5 separate regions of the Mus musculus genome follow, and all the other regions are linked to region 1. A link is a contact called in public HiCAR-type and HiChIP or PLAC-seq data. All regions are on one chromosome and are shown on one strand. The core of a region is the stretch at or near the end of the contact, and the rest is flanking DNA. Distances in the headings are between cores, read along the strand shown. Region 1 holds the start of Rpl14 (ribosomal protein L14). Region 2 overlaps Ulk4 (unc-51-like kinase 4). Region 3 has its middle 7.1 kb from the start of Mir7090. Region 4 holds the start of 1700020M21Rik (RIKEN cDNA 1700020M21 gene). Region 5 has its middle 12 kb from the start of Gm19385.

What was found. HiCAR-type assays count read pairs that join an accessible place to other places. HiChIP or PLAC-seq counts read pairs in DNA pulled down with a chosen protein or histone mark.
Region 2: a contact with region 1 is called in an H3K27ac HiChIP or PLAC-seq map of epiblast stem cells, with 6 times the contacts expected there. The contact joins the enhancer-like site here to the promoter of Rpl14 in region 1. A contact is called at or near these places in 3 of 39 promoter capture datasets (hippocampal neurons and liver), 9 of 115 datasets of contacts at active chromatin or transcription factors (astrocytes, bone marrow-derived macrophages, embryonic forebrain and 4 more) and 1 of 9 other capture datasets (adipose tissue).
Region 3: a HiCAR-type map of embryonic stem cells shows a contact between it and region 1, with 4 times the contacts expected there. The contact joins the enhancer-like site here to the promoter of Rpl14 in region 1. A contact is called at or near these places in 17 of 39 promoter capture datasets (the 3T3-L1 cell line, 3T3-L1-derived adipocytes, the C10 cell line and 11 more), 19 of 115 datasets of contacts at active chromatin or transcription factors (the 230-238 cell line, the NIH/3T3 cell line, acute myeloid leukemia and 13 more) and 4 of 9 other capture datasets (adipose tissue, embryonic stem cells, liver and 1 more).
Region 4: a contact with region 1 is called in an H3K27ac HiChIP or PLAC-seq map of embryonic stem cells, with 6 times the contacts expected there. The contact joins the promoter of 1700020M21Rik here to the promoter of Rpl14 in region 1. A contact is called at or near these places in 8 of 39 promoter capture datasets (the HPC-7 cell line, cranial neural crest, embryonic stem cells and 5 more), 1 of 15 datasets of contacts at CTCF or cohesin (the NIH/3T3 cell line), 3 of 484 Hi-C or Micro-C datasets (CD8 T cells and embryonic stem cells), 17 of 115 datasets of contacts at active chromatin or transcription factors (the 230-238 cell line, acute myeloid leukemia, embryonic basal ganglia and 9 more) and 3 of 9 other capture datasets (adipose tissue, liver and pancreatic islet).
Region 5: a contact with region 1 is called in an H3K27ac HiChIP or PLAC-seq map of embryonic stem cells, with 2.7 times the contacts expected there. The contact joins the enhancer-like site here to the promoter of Rpl14 in region 1. A contact is called at or near these places in 3 of 39 promoter capture datasets (the 3T3-L1 cell line and liver), 5 of 115 datasets of contacts at active chromatin or transcription factors (bone marrow-derived macrophages, embryonic stem cells, memory CD8 T cells and 1 more) and 1 of 9 other capture datasets (adipose tissue).

Annotation. Positions count from the first base shown.
Region 1 is chr9:120,570,226-120,572,808 of GRCm38.p6, reverse strand. Rpl14 (ribosomal protein L14) reads right to left here and starts at 1,292. Exons shown (of 6, transcript NM_025974.2): 1 at 1,268-1,292; 2 at 612-713; 3 at 1-41. The coding sequence starts at 1,270.
Region 2 is chr9:121,009,875-121,012,457 of GRCm38.p6, reverse strand. The region is part of intron 35 of Ulk4 (unc-51-like kinase 4); the gene reads left to right. Among named protein-coding and RNA genes, the nearest start is that of Gm34945, 34 kb to the right of the region's middle. Within about 2 kb of position 1,292, at least 19 of the 459 cell types and tissues checked have an H3K27ac peak or open chromatin away from gene starts, as enhancers often do. A contact at or near this core is called in epiblast stem cells, where this site is marked.
Region 3 is chr9:120,960,848-120,963,430 of GRCm38.p6, reverse strand. No RefSeq gene overlaps it. Among named protein-coding and RNA genes, the nearest start is that of Mir7090, 7.1 kb to the right of the region's middle. Within about 2 kb of position 1,305, at least 97 of the 459 cell types and tissues checked have an H3K27ac peak or open chromatin away from gene starts, as enhancers often do. A contact at or near this core is called in the HPC-7 cell line, embryonic stem cells, stem cell-derived epiblast-like cells and 1 more, where this site is marked.
Region 4 is chr9:120,913,976-120,916,558 of GRCm38.p6, reverse strand. It overlaps 1700020M21Rik (RIKEN cDNA 1700020M21 gene), which reads left to right and starts at 1,309. Exons shown (of 3, transcript NR_040742.1): 1 at 1,309-1,344; 2 at 2,089-2,377; 3 at 2,469-2,583.
Region 5 is chr9:120,853,251-120,855,833 of GRCm38.p6, reverse strand. No RefSeq gene overlaps it. Among named protein-coding and RNA genes, the nearest start is that of Gm19385, 12 kb to the left of the region's middle. Within about 2 kb of position 1,298, at least 28 of the 459 cell types and tissues checked have an H3K27ac peak or open chromatin away from gene starts, as enhancers often do. A contact at or near this core is called in adipose tissue, embryonic stem cells and liver, where this site is marked.

The sequences.
Region 1 (2,583 bases), core at 43-2,542:
GCCTGCCTCCTCACCCGAGTACAGGGTCCATCCACTAAAGCCTAGGATACAAAATCAAGGACCTCAGACAGGCATCTAAAGTTCAAGATGGCTGTAACCTCTACGTAATTTCTAGCCCTTTCTGGACGAAATGTACATTACCATTCAAATGAAGAAAATGCACGTTTGTGAACCCAGTATCCTAAAAGCCTCCACTGTGGTATTTTCAGACAAGGTCAAGCAGCCCAGGCTAGTGGCAAACTCCTGCTTCTCCTACCTTATCCTCCCAGAGCCTGAGGTAGCAGGAGCCACATCTATCTTTAGAATCCAGGGACTCTAGCAAGCACTCTACCAACAGAGCCGCACCTCCAGCTCACTGAAGTCTTCTCAGTTACCTCATTTAAACTCACCTGCATTTGCCTGCCTCGTTTACCCGGTGAATTAGTGCTGTAAGATGAGCTAACTCTACCCAGTGCTTCAAACTCCGTGGCCAGTGTTTCCTCAATGGTAAACCTGTAATCTAAAGAACTCCACCCAAGGACCACTCTAGCTACCCTGAGTAACATCTACGGTGCTGTCGATCTTACGGCCACGTTAAATAAAGATTGTAAAATACTCCGTCCCACACGTACCCTGTTCTGATCAATGACATCTACAATTGCGACCAGCTTTCCAGCATGGGGCCCGAAGGAAATGTAGGCCACCCGGCCAACCTCCACGTAACGCCTGAACACCTAAAACAGGAAAAGAAACAAGGGTTGGCTTTAAATATTCCAAGTCCGCTGCTTACCGGCAACACAGGGCTCGGGGCCGCCCTGGGAGACGAGTTTGAACTTAGTAGCCAGCATTTTTTAACTTCAAGTATCCCGTGGCCACTTTCCCAGCACACGAGCTCCCTGGATCCGCTCTTACCCATGTTTGATACTCCTTTAGTTCTCATACAATTAATTCATCGTTCAATCCACTGAACCACTCCCCGGTTCGCTTTTTCCGGAGAAAAAGAACTGAAGGGAGCTCATGAGGAGCCAGGCCGCCGGGCAGGTCCGAGGCCGCAGCAGCGCCGCCATCCCCGGACCTCAGGCCCAGCCACTCCCGCCACTGCGCACGCGTGGCCCCGGTAGTGCGGTCCACGCGAGCCGCGCTCCCTGCGGGCTGGGTTCCACGCCCCGCTGCCTCCCCACGCGCTGGCCGGGTCGCGCAGAGCCACTCCACGCCGGGGCTCCCCCGCCCGGGGCAGAAGACGGGCGTCGCGACGGCCGCACTCGGAGCTCTCGGCACACACACTCACCATGTTGGCGGCGCTCAGCGAGAAGAGAGAGGGCCCGCCCTGCCGTGCGCATGTGTCGGCAGAAGCCCCGCCCCCGACGTCCAGCGTGCCCACCGATTGGTCGACGGGGAAACGTGCGTGCTTTTACGCATGCTCACTGGGTTATGACATGGCGGTTCCGGCTCTCTATGGACTGCTTCTCCTCAGACACGTGCAGTGAGCTTGGCGTTGTAATTTCTCCTTTCTATTTTGTTTGGGTTTGGGATTTTGGGGACAAGGCCTTTTAGTGTAGGCCTTCCACACTGTATAATCCAAGCAGGCTCGCTCGCAGCAATGCTCCTGCCTCAGTCTCCCAAATGTTGGCATGACAGGGCGGTCACTCCTGAGAACTTTAGGGATAGGAAGGACTCATAGGATGAACTGTCTGTCCCCAGCCCACTTCCCTTTTCTTCTGTATACACAGGATATAATTAAGACACAGCCGAGGGTGCTGGCGCTCGCCCTTAATCCCAGCCCTCGGGAGGCAGAGGCGGAAGCAAATCTGGATTTAAGGCCGCTTCCCCTACCAAGGAGACATACTGAGACATTGTCTTAAAAGTCCAAAGACACAGGGCTGGAGAGATGACTCAGCTGTTAAGAGCACTGACTGCGCTTCCAGAGGTCCTGAGTTCAAATCCCAACAATCATATGGTGGCTCACAACCATCTGTAGTGAGATCTGACGCCCTCTTCTGGGGTGTCTGAAGACAGCTACAGTGTACTTACATATAATAAATAGGCCGGGGGGTGGGGGGAGGCGGGCGGGGGAAAGGGAATATATTTCACAGATATGCCTCTTATGGAGGCATTCCTCCAAGTGGGGCTCCCTCCTCCCAGAGGACCCTAGCTGTGTCAAGTAAACAAGAGCAAAGGAGCACACTGGGTGCCTTCCTCAGTCACTCTTCTTCCGGTCTTTATGAGACAGCCTCTCACTGAACCCAGAGTTTGCCAGTTCAGATAGGCATGCTGGTCACTGAGCCCCAGGGGCACACTTGTCTCTACCTCCCCAGGATGACCACTGCAGGCCATCGATCCTAACTCTTCCTAACTCTTCATGTGTGTGATGGGGATCCAAATTCAGGCCTTTACAACATTAAGCACTTTACATACTCTTTTATGTGTGTGGAGGAATAGTCCCCTTGGAGGCCATTAAAGCTAGAGCTATGAATGAGCTGGAAACAGAACTCAAGAAAGCATTCAACTGCTAGTCATCTCTGTGGCTCTGAACGAACCCCATTTCAGACATTTTATTTTATTTTATTTTATTTTATTTTATTTTATTTTATGTGTATGGGTGTT
Region 2 (2,583 bases), core at 43-2,542, 440 kb before region 1:
GGTACCATATTTCTTTATGATCCTGGCCCCACATCAGTGTGCAAATACTAAAAGTCGCTGTATAAAACATTACATCGCCTCTTCTGCCCACATGCTGGGCAACAAGGCCAGATGGATCCCCAGTAAGCAAAGCTGCATGCACAAGTTTGACATCTAGTTCCTGTTTCTGCTAGAGAAGGCCAAGTCAAAAGCCTGAAGGTTTTCTTGGATACACCTTGTCACGTCTCCTCCAGATCAGAGGCACCCTGCACGCCCTGACCCGTGGTAGTCAGGAGCTCCATCTAGGAATGGCCTTTTGAGTGTGGGTCCCAAGAGAAAGGCTCAGATGCAAGGTGGACACACACTGAGCAGGTGTTTGGGGAAACCAGGGCCAGTGGGTAAAGCAGGGCCAGCCAAGCAATAGTGGACGGCAACCACGGGTGCAACCTCCAGGTCTTGGATCCCAGGGTCAATACTAGGCAGACATTAGGTCTGAAACTATGACTTCACTAGAAACAAGGGAACTGTGTGTCAGGCTTGGCAAGGGCTACACTGTAGGACCTTAATCCCTATGTGCTTGAGGGTCTCTGGGAGGGCAGACATGGTTGGCAAGCCAAGAGCAGTCTCTGACTAAAGTCCCTGTGTCCCTGAGAAGGGTGCAGACTAAGGCGACTGGGGGCCTGTGTGGACTCTGGCCATGCCCACTAAGGTCTTCCTCTAGGCCCTGCCCCTGTCTAGCCCCACCCTCGTCCCACCTAGGCTCCGCCCCTTCTAAGTCCCACCCCCAGGCACTTCCCATCATCTGGCTTGGGGTTGATACTTCTGTGTGTTTGAAGATGCTTCTGTTGAACCACCAGACTGGCGAATGGGTATCACCAAGCCAGTGAGGGCCTGCAGGGACAGAAGGAGGGCTCTCTCTCTGCCTGGTGGCTTTACAGATCTGTAAGTGGGTTTACAGATCTGGGTCAGCCGCCCTGTTCCTTAGCCATCACACCTGAACTAGAACCTGAGCAGTCAGCTCTCTGGCTCTCAGGCTTCAAGCCCCACCCCCAGCCCCACCCCCACCGGCATTCCCAGGTCTGAAGCTCACAGCAGCAGATCAGTGGCATCTCCTGCTTCCACAGTTGCCTGAGCCTGTTCTTCACAAAAATCTCTACGTGTAAAGAAACATGCATTGAATGTGTATTCACAGACAGACAGACAGACACACAGACACATACAATATCCTGCCAGCTCTTTATTACCCAGGTCCTGACCGTCACCCAGTTCCACCCTACTCAGCACACTAGGTCCCTCCCCTGGTGGCTTCCAGGAGAACTGGAAGTGTCCTGGTAAATTAGGTGCAGGCAAATGGATTTCCCCCCAAACAGTTCTTATTCCAGTGATCTCAAGAGTCTGAAAGGAAAGGATGAATGAGGGAGGGACCTGTGGCCAGGCCAGTGGGAAACTAGAGCCACCCTGAGGGAGGCCGATGAGGAATACACCAGATGCACACACTGAATGTATGACTCTCCATCTTGGAGTTCGTTTCTCAAGATCCAAAATGTTGTGGGCACGCCTACCTTCTCCAGGCAGGGGCAGGGGTGCTGGGATCCTAGGAGCCAGGCTCCTTTATGTTGAGGCTGGTGATCCCAGTGACAGGAATGGCTGCAGCCCCTTCTCTTTGTGTCCTTATTTACTTCCTGCCTTTCAAAGCAAGCACCCCTGTCTCCCCGCTCTGTGTGGGCACAGGTGCTATTCTGAAGGAGACATAAAAGCTTCCTTGGTAAAGAAATTGCTTTGTTCCACCCAGAGGCTCTCAGCCTTTGAGAGAAGAGAGTTTGATAAGCTCTCATCATCTCCGGTTTTCAGAGAGGAGGCCAGACAAAAAGGTGTTCCCTGCCCCTCTGTTCCAAGGACACCAGCCCAGCCCAGCCCAGAGAGAGGGACTTCAAGGGTCACCACACCTGCAGTTGCCTGACATTCCAGCACTGCTACCGGGATGAGAAGCCCAAAGGGGTGTCCTGGGGTGCACGCAGGGGGAGAAGGAGTCCAGAAGGCTGGCCTGGGGTCCATGCAAAAGGACAGGAAACAAAGTGGGCAGTAGCCTGTGGCTGAGGCTGGCTCTGCTGCTACAAGACTGTAGGTTTGCCAGTAAATGGTGGTGAGATCAGGGCGCACGCGTGCACTTGTGTATGTGCTGCATTTGTGTCTGTGCACTTGCCAGTGTATCTATGTGTGTGTGTGTGTGTGTCTATGTACATTTGTGCAGAAACTTTTTTCTATCTTACCAGGGGTGTGTGTGTGTGTGTGTGTGTATGTATGTACATTTGTGCAGAAACTTTTTTCTATCTTACCAGGGGTGTGTGTGTGTGTGTGTCTATGTACATTTGTGCAGAAACTTTTTTCTATCTTACCAGGGGTGTGTGTGTGTGTGTGTCTATGTACATTTGTGCAGAAACTTTTTTCTATCTTACCAGGGGTGTGTGTGTGTTTGTGTGTGTGTGTGTGTGTGTGTGTGTGTGTAAGAGAGAACACGTACTTTCTGCCTTCTAGTGTCACCCCTCCCCTCTCCCCTGACCCCTCAGACAGGTAGGGTTTCACTTCCCTCTTGACAGTGACAGG
Region 3 (2,583 bases), core at 56-2,555, 390 kb before region 1:
GCCTCCCATTCCCTGCTTCTCCCACTCAAGGTGATATGGCTTGCTCCCCAAGCTTATAAACTACTGTGGAATAGATGAACACACTGGCTAGTGGGGGGAAGGAGGCAAGCACAGCTCCTCCTCTGCCCCGCCTCCCTGCCCTGTGCTGGCCCAGGCTCCAGCCTGCACTGCAGCCTCACTCCCTAACTCCAGCAGCCACTAAGCACACCAGGCACAGACAGAAGCAGAGCACCAGGCAGGCGGCTGGCCCCAGCTCAAGCCTTTGCCCTAAACCATAGCCTGAAAGTAGGGGCTGGTTGTGCTGCCCTCAAGAAATACCAGAAAGTAAGTGGCCACAGCTGCCCTGAGGATACCTAGGTAGCTGTGGTGGCCATCTTTTGTTTTCTGTGTGCACTCACAGACTCCGGGGACCCTGGGCTGGCATATCCTGTGCTCTATTCCAGCAGAGAGCTGCTGCACAAGGTGAGTGGAGGGTTTGCTCCCCCATCCCAGCCAGCTCACAAACGGCCTTTACTCCCTTCCCCAGACACTGAAAAACCAGCCACAGTCCGGGTGGCTCAGCTGTGGTAACCTCAAAGGCAGCACAAGAAGGCAAAGAATCATTGGCCTCTTGTGACTTTCTTGGTCATATGGTTGGCCTAGGCAGAAGCTTGGGACCCCAGTGGTAGAGGATGTGACTAGCAGCTTTAACCAAGAGGCAACAGGCCCAGAATCACAGATGCTACTCAACCTTGTGCAGCAGGTAGTCTCTTTGTTTTTGTAGTGGCTCTGTTCAAGACCCCATATGCCCCAAGGGCAGCAGCCATGTTCTACTTTTCTATTGATGCACTCAGCCACACTGGAGTCTTTTACTGAATGCTCACTAAAATGGCCATGTGACAGCTTATTTAGCTGTTGGGAGTTTCTATTACCCACAATGCTCTGCCTTTGACAGCACCTCAAGCTCTTGAGAATATCTGGCTTACAGTCTGCTGGCCCCACCCCAAACAGACACAGGGTGTGGTTTCTATTGTTCATGAAGATCTCTTGGAAATACAAATGGCACTCTTCCCAGTCTAAGAGGTCTTTGCCTCTCCTTTTGAAAAATTGTGTGCCTGTCCACCCCAGTGCACTGCTCTCTGGGGTCCGTTGCCTTCCACTTTGTGAAGACAGTGCCTTTTTAAAAACACAATCTCACTTTCATTTACTGGGTACCACTGCTGCTTGTGGAATGGGGAAGTTGGCTTCCCCTCTGCTACCTGGATCAACTCTGACCCGCTGAGTCATCTCACCAGCCTGAGGCAGGGTTTCTCTTGCCACATCTGGCTTTTTAAAAATACAGGCTCCAGAACTCCAACTAGGATGACCAGGTTTTCGCCTGCTGAGCCAGCCCTCTCTGGGGCTGCTTGCTTGGCCTCACCACTGACTGAAGAGACCTATAACTTCTTCTAATGTTGGCAGTTGAGGAGTCAGGGGTAGGAGAATGGACAGACCACATTCCACAATGCTGCCTTCTCCTTCAGATCTCACCAGTTTATAATTGTACTCAGGATACTACTTTCAGGAGGCAGTGTGGTAGAAGATCTCTCTCTAGAGAACAGACAGCCATCAGACCTGTCAGATCAAGAGCAGCTGCTTATCTTGCCAGCACCTTTCACTATCAGGACCCAGATCAAAGTACCTCATCTGTGCCCTTGGCGTGGTGGCTGCTGCAGAGGAAGGAGTCAGGTGTCTAGCTCCCAAGGACAGCTCAAAACTGGAGCTGCAGTCAGAAAGCTGCTCTGGAAGCCCCATCTTCCCTTCCCTTCACCTGCACCTGTGTCAGAACCAGGACAGCTGCTTAGGAGCTCCCACCTACAGCATTGCTTCAGACGTGTGGGTGCCTGCCAGCATCCTGTGCACCTCACCCCTCCAGGCATGCCTCTGTGAATGCTGCCCTACCGAGTGTGCTAAAGTGCTAGTAGAGTATGGTGTTTGCTTTCCTACAAGCCTCCAACCACTGCCCGTGAGGCATGCCTACATCTCAGACAGCACCCATCTGCACTTCTGTCCCTTTGCCACCTCTGCAGGTAGGACTTGGCTCTGTATCATCCTTGTGCTTCTAGGTATTCCAGAACTACCACCATACGGAATACCCTGCTGCGGTCCCTCACATAAAAGGGTGACTGGAGTAAAGCTCTACCCCTGTTAGCCGGACCCCACCAAGGTATCTCTGAGGACTTCCTCACAGGACCCTCTTCCTCCTGTGAATTTAACAGGCACAATCTTAAGACTCAGGAAAGCACAACACAAATTCTCACTTTTTAGAAAACCCAACCACGAGTTGTAACACATCTTTCTTTGTAGGAAATGTGTACAAAGTCTGCTTGACAGACCTACCACCAAAATGACAGATCATCTGGCAGGCCACAGGGAAGGAGCCCATTTTGGTTTTAAGATCAGATAAACACGGTTACTGGTTGAAATGACTAGAAGGGTTGTCCTCTCCAAGTGAGCCTCACTAGCAATGATGTTTAAGTTCAAACCCAGGCAGAGCCTCACTCCTGCAGTGGGACGGCAGCAGCCTAAGGAGGCTTAGTCAGCTTAGTCAGCTCCAGCTCTAGC
Region 4 (2,583 bases), core at 60-2,559, 340 kb before region 1:
TGGACCGTCCTTGAGCCAAACCTTCTTCCTGGAGTTGCTCTTGTCATGGCGATGAGGAAATTTACTTGAGAACACAGTGGCCATTCTGACTGTGGAGAAATGGAACCTCGATGCTTGATTTGTGTTTTCCTGGTATATAAATATGTTGAATATTTTTCACACACTTACTGGCTATTGCAATAAAATATCTGGATGCAGGTTGGCTATATTTGGAAGGGGAAAGTAGCAGACCTTGTTTACCAACCCAGTAACGGCTCCTATCTGCCACTTGAGCCCACACTGAGCAAGGCCCACCTCCCTTGAGCTATGACATAGTTAGACCAGCAAGACAAAAAGGTTGCTTACTGGAGAACTCCATTTAAGCCACAGAGAAAACCGGCACTGTGTTTGTAGTCCTCAGCCCACCTTTAACAGGGGCGTGACACCAGGAACCTCAGGAGCTACATTATAACCGCAAGGCAGAGGACAAGAGAAAGCCAAAAGCATTGGCCTCGAATCTGAAAATTTGTCACTGGAGTAACCAGTTTCTATTTGCTTGAGAAACATCGGACTTCAAGATCCCGCTCCTGGTACTCTTGGGGAAGAGCGCTCCAAGATGGTTGGTTGGTGGGGATTTTTCCTCCCCTCCCCCTTTCTTCTTGTTTGATTCGAGATTTAGCCCAGAACAAGCAGCAAGGTATCTGAGAATTGACTGAAACTATCTTTGTGGCTCTATAGTGCCTGAGAGACCTAAAGCAGACACTTAACATATATACTATTGTGTTACCTTCGACCTTTCTGCTAGACAGAGCGCCACAGTGGTGTACCGTCACACTGTTACGGCAAAAGGGGGTATTGAGGTCTAATCAGTTCAGAAAATACACACAGCTAACAAGATTTCATTACTGTGGGAATCCTCACAGCCTTTAGTGGGCAGGCGGGCTGGAGAGAGAGCCATACTCCCAGGCCTATATGACCTGCAGCTAGCTAGTGCTCTCCCAGAGGACCAGAATTCCAATCCCAGCACCCATTTTGGGTAGATTCAAACCATTTGTAACTCTAGCTCCAGGGAATCCAATGCCCTCTTCTGGCCTCTGAGGGTACTACACTCATGGGCACACACAAACAGATAGAACATCTTTTTTTTTTTAATGGAAAAAATAAGCAACGCATTTATTGCTAATTGTTATGGTGTTAAAAACACACTTCTGAGATGTCTAATGTTTAAGCATTTGCTTCCCAGCAGGTGGCGCTGTTTGGGGGGGGTTAATGGAACCTGCAGGAGGCGGGGCCTCCTTGAAGGAAGTGAGTCCTTGGGAGCTTGGCCCTGTTTCCTGTCTGGTATCTGCTTCCTGTTCCATCGGGGTATGAGGAGGGGAGGTGTACTATCTACACACTCCAGCTGCCACAGAGCTCTCTCTCACACACACACCATGCGGTCCCTGCCGTGATTGGCTATATCGTAGAGGGTGATCCTGAATAAATCCTCATTCACCCGCCCTCCCTGCCCCCAGTTGTTTTTGTCTGGCATTTTGTCACAGTGTCAAGGAAAGTGGCTCTCACGGATGTCTGTGTGAAGCAAGGCACACCAGGCCCTTCCCCGCGGGCTTAGGATGCTTCCAGAACATGTAGCTTCCGGTGGGTGGAGAACAGCGGAGGAGAAGCGCATTAGCTCCTGGCTGTGTTGGCCCACCACACAGACTTTGCCTGGCTTACTATGCGGAGACTGGAAACAAGAAGAAGGTGATCTGCCTGTGAGCTGTGTTGGTGCAGTAGTGGCATAAAGCTCGTGGGAGAAACCAGCCAACATCTGACTGGATTTAAGGCCACTCTGTGAGATGGAACCCATCCCTGATGCTGCTTGGCTGGCCAAGAACCTGAGACTGGACAGGCCAGGGACCTAAGGGAAAATCAAACACTACAGTTCTCCTTAAGGAGCATACCGATGAAATGACTCCTAACAGCATTCCACCATGCTCTTTCCTTGTATAGCCACCACTTGCAGCAGATGGGGCTAAATACAGACACGCACAGTCTCACCTTATGCAGAGAGTGAGAGACCTTAGAACACTCAGCCCTAACCATGGCGTCTATGTTTTCAACCCTCAGGGCTCAAGGAACCCTGCACAGGGGACAGTGCAAAGAGTGTAGGAGCCAGAGGGGACAGAGGACACCAAGGAAGCAACACGGCAAGACCCCGAATGTATGAACTCACAGAAACCGTGACAAAAGGCACAGGGCCAGCATAGTCTGCACCAAGCAGTCCTGGAGCCGAAGGGACAAGTGGCTACAGCCACCATCCCTAACCCAGCAACGATCTCCAGCTGATAACCACTTGCAGATGAAAATATGCCTTTCTCCAAGGGAGTCTCACTGGGGACACAAACCACTCTTAAGGGTAGGGTTCATGTCCACAAACTCAGTGGTGTCTTTAGAGGTTGTCTCCTAAGGTTGAGTCTTTTTAAAAAATATTTTATTTTACTTTGCAGGTCCTTTACATATATGCTACGGCTTCCAGTTTTGTGTTAATGTGTGCCAATGTGTGTGTGTCTGTGTGTTTCTTGTGTTTTTTTCTTGGGCTTTTTCTTCTGTTTGTGTTTGTCC
Region 5 (2,583 bases), core at 49-2,548, 280 kb before region 1:
CAGCTGATGTGACTGACAGCAGATGCAGGCAGGAGCCTAGCCAAGAGCAGAAGGAAGGAGCACCAGCCAGGGCCCCTGGAAACTGCCAATTAACTGTGGCAAAAACTGAACAGAGGGACCCTTAGGCTACTCAGCTTGGGGTTGTTTGTTATGCAGCGGCAGATGGCTGGTAACTAATGCTATCAATTGACAAAGTTGGAGAGGGACACCCCTCTCCTTAAAGCAAATGTATTTGCCTTTTCAGGGACAGCTGATATTTCAGACTGGCCATCTCGGTATCCTGTCTTCAAGGACCAGTTCCAGGGCCCCTTGAGTCTTTAGAAATGAGCCTCATAGAGAGTCAGCTGTCATGTTTACCACCTCAACATCTGTCAACGTTTGGAGGTGTTCAATGCTGGGAAGGTAGACTGTGACAGATCTAGATTAAACCTGACACTGATCAACTGTGGGACTTAACCTCTTTGAGCCCCAGATGTGTGTGTGTGTGTGTGTGTGTGTGTGTGTGTGTGTGTGGTGTGTGAGAGTGTGGTATATTGCACATGTGTATGGAGAACAGAGGAAATCTGGTGTACTGCTTACCAGGTTCTGTCCATTTCTCTTTTTGAGACAGGGTCTTACTGAAACTCACTGACTAGGCTAGGCTGGCTGGCCAGTGGGCCTCAGGGACCTGCCTTCACCTCCCTAGTGCCGGGATAACAAACATGTGCCACCAAGCCTAAGCTTTTCTGTGTGGTTCTGGAGGCTGAACTCAGGTTCATGTGCATGCATGGCAAGCACGTCACTATTTCCCAAGCCCAAGCCTCGATTTCTTCATTAGTGAAATGGGTATAATTTTGTTTCATAATATCTTTTAGGATTGAATGCAGTTGTAAGGGGCTCAGCTCATGACAGGGTTGCCAGGAAGAGAATGGAAATCTGACGGAAGTGTAGGCATTAGTACACCAGGGGAACTTAATGAAAGTCTCCATCTTCCCACACAAATGGGGGCTGCAATTCTAAACTGACGTCATCTGTGAGTCATCTGAAGAGGTCAATGACAAACTAGCTTCCCCATGCTCATGAATCTCGCTGTGGGTCTTGCTTCGGAAGACTTGTACCATAACCCAGTCGGGCCAGAGTTTTGGCAAAGCCGCTTTGTGCTGTGGTGTAGTGTTTAGTGAATTTCTTCCTGCTTCTGAGCCCAGAGATGATTGTCTTGGCAGCCAGAGCACATGTTTCTCTCCCAGAAGAACACTGGAGTAGAGAATGGTTTGCTCCTTTTTAGCTAGTTCCCTCCTGTTCCCCACCCAGTCCATACCGCACCCCTCAGCATGGCTCCAATTCCTGCGGATCTGCACGCAGAGCCCAGGGGTGAGGAGTGGCTTCCACTCCAGGTCTGACTGAAGAGTAGAACAATGGTCGGGACCCCATGACAGTTGTTGTGGCTGCTGTTTCTTTTCTTAGACTCTTCCCAGGGGGCTGCAGCCTCCAGTACTTGCCAGTAATGCCCAGGAGCTGCCTGTCTCCTCATGGCTGGAGAAAGTGTTAAAGGGGAACCCGTGAGCTTTGGGTCATCTCATTTTGCTCACCCCAAATCATACTCCATATACTTCTATGAGTTTTGCATGCGTGCACACAAACACATAGATTGTGTCTCTCTGCTTATATATGGGAAGAGAGAACATGTGTGTGCAAAACTAGGTCATAATGATTAATTCATTTAATATGGCATCGATCTTCTCAGTAAACCTTTGCTAAAACGCCACAATCTAGGGCCAGAGAGATGGCTCAGCGGTGGAGAGTGCTCACTGCTCTTGCAGAGGAACTGAGTTCGGTTGCTAGCACCCTCGTTAGATATCTCGCAACAGCTTCTGTCTCCAGCTCCAGCAAGTCCCATGCCTTCTCCTGCCTACTTGGCTACTGCACTCATACATACACAGGCACACACACTCACTCACAATTTTAAAGAAGAATCTTACAAATAAAGAGCCGTACCCTAGAGGTCAATAGTCAAGCCAGCGCAGGCACGGTATGCATGTCAGTTTTAAAAATTTTTTACTTTTAATTTGACCTTGAAGAATGACCTGTGCAAACTCCGGCTGTTCCTGGAGGAATTTGAGGCCATCTTCCTGAGTTTTATGTTATTATTGATCATACCACCACCCCTACAAAATGACACTTCTCAGTGGAGAATTTTTTTTTTCCATTTTAGTTCAGAACATTCCTCTATTAGTTGGGACTATTTTGTATGCTGCAGACATGTTGTGTCTTTGGCCCTTGTCAGCTCAGGACTGGGAATTGAGTCTAAGTCTATATGACTAAAACACAACCTGACTCAGTTAGTGGCCAGAATGAACCATCCACTCTTGACTTAAGCTAATGATGAAATGATCGCAGACTGTTCTGCACCGATAGGCTGGAGTATGATAGCTGTGTGTCCAGGCTGGCCTTGGACGGCCCTGGGGAGTGCTGCGTGTTTACTCGCGGTCTTCTCTCACAGCCAGGAGTATGCTTGCTTACATGATGAATCTGCCAAGTTACAGTGTGAAGCCCTGCTGCAGAGCAGTTACTGTCCACATTCAGCTCAAAAAATATTGATGAGAT